2 separate regions of the Mus musculus genome follow, and region 1 is linked to region 2. The links are chromatin contacts, called in public ChIA-PET maps. All regions are on one chromosome and are shown on one strand. The core of a region is the stretch at or near the end of the contact, and the rest is flanking DNA. Distances in the headings are between cores, read along the strand shown.

Evidence for each region. ChIA-PET counts read pairs in DNA pulled down with a chosen protein or histone mark.
Region 1: a contact with region 2 is called in an RNA polymerase II ChIA-PET map of effector CD8 T cells, with 20 read pairs. The contact joins the enhancer-like site here to the promoter of Setmar in region 2. A contact is called at or near these places in 2 of 484 Hi-C or Micro-C datasets (CD4 T cells and nephron progenitors), 4 of 115 datasets of contacts at active chromatin or transcription factors (effector CD8 T cells, embryonic stem cells and memory CD8 T cells) and 3 of 9 other capture datasets (adipose tissue, embryonic stem cells and liver).

What each region holds. Positions count from the first base shown.
Region 1 is chr6:108,163,615-108,166,399 of GRCm38.p6, forward strand. All of the region lies in intron 3 of Sumf1 (sulfatase modifying factor 1), which reads right to left. Among named protein-coding and RNA genes, the nearest start is that of Sumf1, 21 kb to the right of the region's middle. Within about 2 kb of position 1,472, at least 43 of the 459 cell types and tissues checked have an H3K27ac peak or open chromatin away from gene starts, as enhancers often do. A contact at or near this core is called in effector CD8 T cells, liver and memory CD8 T cells, where this site is marked.
Region 2 is chr6:108,063,641-108,066,568 of GRCm38.p6, forward strand. Setmar (SET domain without mariner transposase fusion) reads left to right here and starts at 1,405. Exons shown (of 2, transcript NM_178391.4): 1 at 1,405-1,599. The coding sequence starts at 1,441.

The sequences.
Region 1 (2,785 bases), core at 222-2,721, 100 kb after region 2:
ACTTTATCTTATCCAGTCATCTAGCCCTAGACTTCCCTTTCCAAATAACTCTGGAGCTCTGAACCCGCCTCAACCCGGATCACCAAACCAGCATCTCAAACCAAAGAAGAGCTGTCTTTGCAGCCTGAGAGATAAACAGGTCATACCAGGTCTGAGCTCTGCCCTTCCAAGAACTAAATGTTCTAATCCAACACCTGAATGATAAGCTTTCATTCTGCCAGATACATAATAACCACCTACTGAGTGACCGTCACTGTACTAGAGACACAGGAGTAAATAACACAATGCAAAGTGGGGCAGGAGGGTGTACACTTTTAATCCCAGCATTTGGAAGGCCGAGCCAGGTGCGTCTCTGAGTTTGAAGCCAGCCTGGCCTACAGAGTGAGTTCCAGACAGGCAGAGCTACACAGAGAGAGCCTATCTCAAAACAAAAACAAACAAATAACCCTCTGGTGCATTCGCCCCACCTTCTGGGATGAACCCTAGTAAGGTAAACATTTATGAAATGCCTACAGGAGCCCGCATGACAACAAAGACAAGCAGCACAGAAGATACAAGAAGCCAGAGAACTCCTACCACACAAGGAGCCCTGGAACAAGCGAGAAGGATGGTGTCCACGGACCTCCCAGAGGAAGCTCGCTAATACCTGACCACAGAAATGATGGTGGGTAGTCACAGCAGGTGGTCACAGCAGCCCCTCTACCTGAGCTGCTCCTAAGATCAGTTCCCTCACCAGCAAGGGTCCAATGAATTACTCTTTCACACGCCGACTTTCCAGGACTCTTGTCCCACAAACTCTTGACACTGACCCACCATGGTTCCCTTCCAGCACAGAATCTCAAACCAACCAGAAACCACCTCACCAAAGCAGAGTAACAGGAGGGAGACAGGGCAGGAAGGATCTGAGCAGAGCTACAAAGCTGCTCTAGACACACCTCCTTCTAAAACTCACCAAACGTTCATAGTGAGCAACAGAGATGGCGCCCGTTGTTTTCCCGGTGTTACAACAAAATATGAGCTGCTGGGTAATGTTTAAAGAAAACTAGTTTGGGTTGGGAGTGCAGTTCAGTGTCTACCATATAAAAAGCTCATTCCCTATCATCACAAATGAGGGGAAAAAAAAGAGGATGAGTCCATAGCTAATGATTCCATTCATGGATGTAGTTCTAGAGGCCAGAGGTCAGGTGTCTTCCCCATTCGCTTAATGTCTTTCTTCAGATAGAATTTCTAAGTGGCCTGGAGCTCACCAAGTTAGACAGGCAGGCCAAGCACCAAGAATCCTGCTGCCTGTCTCCCAAGTTCTAAAGTTATAGTCATGAACTACTGAAGCCAGCTTTTTCACATGGGATCTGGGGATCAAATTCACATCTTCATGTTCTCAGACAAGCAGCTTACTGAGTGGGCCGTCTCTCCAGCCCAGGCTTGCCCTTTTATAACAAGGCTTATAAGGTCATCAATCCCGTCGGTAGGCTGTCTCCCCAGTGACCTAATTACCTCCTCATATTGAAAGTGAAAGTGCGTCTCAATAGTCTACTTAAACTCTACCACTTCTCCACATTACCATATTGAAACTAACCTTCTGGTACAACCACATCTAAACATGGGATAATAATGGAGAATAATAGTGTGCCACACACATACACACATGCACACGTGTACACACCCACAACATGCTGTTGCAAAATGAAGTAGTCATAAAATTATAGGCAAAAGTGTTCTCAAAAAATACACATATGTGCCAAAGTCAATAAAGAAGTGGAAATTAAAGGAAAAAATCATTTTATCAATATTACTTTTATTTCAGAAACTCAAGAGACAAAATGAATACAATTTTTAACTTAAGGGAAAAGAAAGACAGGGGTAATTCAAGGAACAAGTAATACACATAGAACGTAGACCTCTGTGATATAGTGTTTGCTTATCATGTATAAGACTCTAGGTTTGACCTCCACCCACAAAAGTTTACAAATTAAAGGCTCCAAGAGGGCAGTAAAGGCACAAAACACACACACACACACACACACAGTAAAAGCAACGAAAAATTTTGGGTGGAGTGTTTTGTGAGTTGATGTCCTTATCCCTTCACTGGAAGCCCTGCCTAGCTACAGAAGGTGGCCACTTAAGGCTCCATGTCCCCCACTACAAGGAGCCTCAGCTAGAGTCACCCTCACAGACTCCCTGGAACTACCCCCATCCCAAGTGTCTAGTACTTCCTAGAGATGGTGCTTCCCCAAGCCGATTTTTATCTAAAGTCCCCAGCCCTGCATTCCACCCCTGCTCTCCCTATATCTCACCCCCACCAGTTCCCCTCCTCTTCCTCTCCCATCCAGTTCCCTTCCTCCCTCCATCCAATGACAATTTATTTCCCATTCTGAGTGAAATTCAAGCATGTTCCCTTGGGCCTTCCTTGTTATTTAGCTTCTTTGAATCTGTGGATTATATCCTAGGTATTCTGTACTTTATGGTTAATATCCACGTATTAGTGAGTACACACCACACATGTCCTTTTGGATCTAGATTACCTCACGCAGGATGATAGTTTCTAGTTCCATCCATTTGTCCACAAACTTCATGATGTCTTTGTTTTAACAGCTGAGTAGTATTCTATTGTGTAAATCAACCACATTTTCTTCTCAATCCCTTCGGGTGAGGGACATCTGGGTTGTTTCAGTTTCTGGCTGTTATAAATAGAGCTGCTATGAACATAGTGGAGTCAGTGTCCTCAGGGTACTGTGGAGCATCTTTTGGGTATTTACCTATGAGGAGTATAGCTGGGTTGTGAGGG
Region 2 (2,928 bases), core at 155-2,654:
TGTATTCCTGCCCATGCCTTACAGGGATAGAGTAACTATGAAAGGACCATTCTTCTTTTGTTTATTGCTTCTGCTTTTCCATCTCTTCTCTTCCTATACAACCAATGCTACGCTCAGAAAATCAGAATGCTTATTCTACCTTACAGGGTGAAATGTTGTCCTTTTTCTAGAATTGAAAATAAAGCCAATTAAGACATTTAGATGCAGTGGTTCATGCAAGTAGTCCTAATAATCAAGAGGATGGAGAGTTCAAAACCACACTGGGTTTCATACTAATAACCTGTCTTGAAACAAATCTAGCTAAATACACACACACACACACACACACACACACACACACACACACACACACCTAAGTATATAGAATATATTTATTTATGCACACATACATTTGTAATTTTTTTCTCTAAAACACAAAGATGAAAAACCTAAGATCCTGCATTTTGTAAAGCTGCCCCGTTTGTATGGATCTGTAACAATTCCAGAAGCTAGAGTAATTTGGTGACTTTCATAGATAACTCAGGAACAGCCTACCTGCAAGCTACTCATCAACTACTCCCTTCTTCCTCTGAAACCTCTAAGAAGAAATGCCTGCTCTGCCGTGAAGGCCCTTTGTCTGCCTGTCTGTCTGTTTGCCTGTGTCATCAATGTATCTTCTAATGAATCTCTTATAAGGACAATCTATTTCAGTGTCCCCCTTTAGCCTCCAAACTTTTGGTCAACAAGAGTGGATGCCCTGTGGGACCCTATTATCACAGAAAGCAGTGAAGATAGAAAATTAGAAGAAGAGGAGGAGGAGGAAGAGGAGAAGGAGGGGGAGGAGGAGAAGAAGGAGGAGGAGGGGATAGAGGGAGAATAAGAAAAAGAAGCAAGACAAGCAAAATGGGGAGATTTGGCAATGTTAACATTTTCCACCAGATACAGAAACTCTGGCGTGATCAGTGAGTGACTCTACTCAAAACAGGTTTTTGTTGTTTTGTATAATGGGACAAGGTGAGCTTACAAGGAGAGGACCTTATCAAAAACAAATTCTGTGCCAGTCACCCAACTTCTCCGCGGGTTCTAGATCTTTATATTCTCTGGACTGTATTTTCTCCCTCAGCTTAGACGATACATTTCCAAACACCTACTAAACCCTCAAAGGCTGAACAAACAACCAGGCTTCACAAGGTTCCCCAGAAAAAAACGAAAACATTTCAAGTTCTCCAAATTTTGTACCTTTTGTGGTTCTGAAATTATCAGCTATGTATCTAGTTTAAAACAGTGGGATCCAGAGGAAAAGCACCCCAACGACGCTGAGGGAGGTATCTCCCTCACCTGCAGCCTGTTGGGACGGAAAACTACAACTCCCATGAGGAAGTAGGGCCGCAGAATCCACAACTCCCAGCATCCTCCCGGAGGCCCAAAATGGTCAGGCGAGTAGTCGAAGCGAGACCATAAATGTCTGCGGAAGGTGTGGAGAAGCTTTCTCTCGAGATAGCAGCATCTGAGGAGGAATCTGTAGCCCCGACAGAACAACAAGATGTAGCGTGCGGCCTGGAGAACTTGCCTGTGAGCTTGTGGCCTTTGGGGGCGGAGCCCAGGCCTAAACCTTTCCAGGTAGAGGCAGGGCTAAGTGGCTGAAAGGGCTGGGGGTGGTGCCCTTTTCTTTGGGGGCGGAGCCAGAGGGCGGCGCTAGAGGGCTGTCCCTTTCCCCCGGGGGCGGGGCCAGTGCCCTTTATATGGGGGCGGAGCTAGAAAGCAGCTCACCGATCTTAGGGGCGGTGCTAAAGGGCCTGTCTATTTCCCTTCTCTCCCCAGGCGGGGCCAGCGCTGTTCTAGACTGGGTTGGAGGGATGTCCTGTAGCCCCACAGGGGCTGACTACAAGACTCCTCTTAATTCTCACCAAGGGGAGCCTGCACCCTTCCATGTTGGGGCGGAGATAGAGGCCTGCGGACAGCCTCCATGGAAGGAACCAGAGAGCTGCTTATATCTTGAGTAGTTGAGGCCAATGCCCATGTAGAGCCAGGTCTAAAGAGCTGGGGGGAGTAGGAAGCTGGGGGGGGGGGGGGTGAGTAGGAAGGGGATTGTTTCACACTTCGCTGCAGAGCAGAATTCCAGGGCTACTCACTGCCCCCGGGGGCGCTAGAGCTCTTTCCTAGAAGCCAAGAAAGAGAGACACATAGCTCCCCCACGTGGTAGTAATTGTCAAATTGGCTGTAACAACAGGCTTCTTCCCCCCCACACACACACACACACCCCACCCCACCCCCGATATTTTTATTTTTTTTTTATTAGCACACGGGGTATCTAGTTTAACTATGGCATTTTTAAAATGTTCATTAGCAAATGTTGATTATACATAATAATGAGTTTTGTGATGACATTTTTCCACATATGCACAGAAGGTGTTTTGATGATATGCACCACCACCCTCTCTGGTCCCTCACCCTCTCCCAGTAATCCTTCACCTTCCTGGCTAGTGCCCCTTTTATCTTTCATCTCGCTGTGGTGAGTGTGTGTGTGTGTGTGTGTGTGTGTGTGTGTGTGTAGGAGACAGAGAGCCAATGAGTTTCATCAAGGTTGTTTACTGGAACTGCAGTCTTCTTGACGTCTTACTATTATTTACTCTTTGAGAATCCCATACAATATGTTTGTCATCCTTTTTCCCTCCCCCAAATCCTCACAGATCCTTGCCCACCTCGCAATCTACCCAATTTCATGTTCTTTCTCTCTCGAGGGGGAAATAAGCTGTTGGTCTGAAAGAAAAGTTCTTAAATGGACAGAATTTAATATTTTTCTTTGAACCTGTAATAAGACCTTAACAAGGATTCTTACCTTATACTGTCTGTAAAATAGCAGTTCCCTAACATGTGTGTGGCAGAGGCGTGACTTTTCAGAAAGCTTTTTCCCCCTGTCTGGCTTGTACTCAGAACTTACTGAGGGAT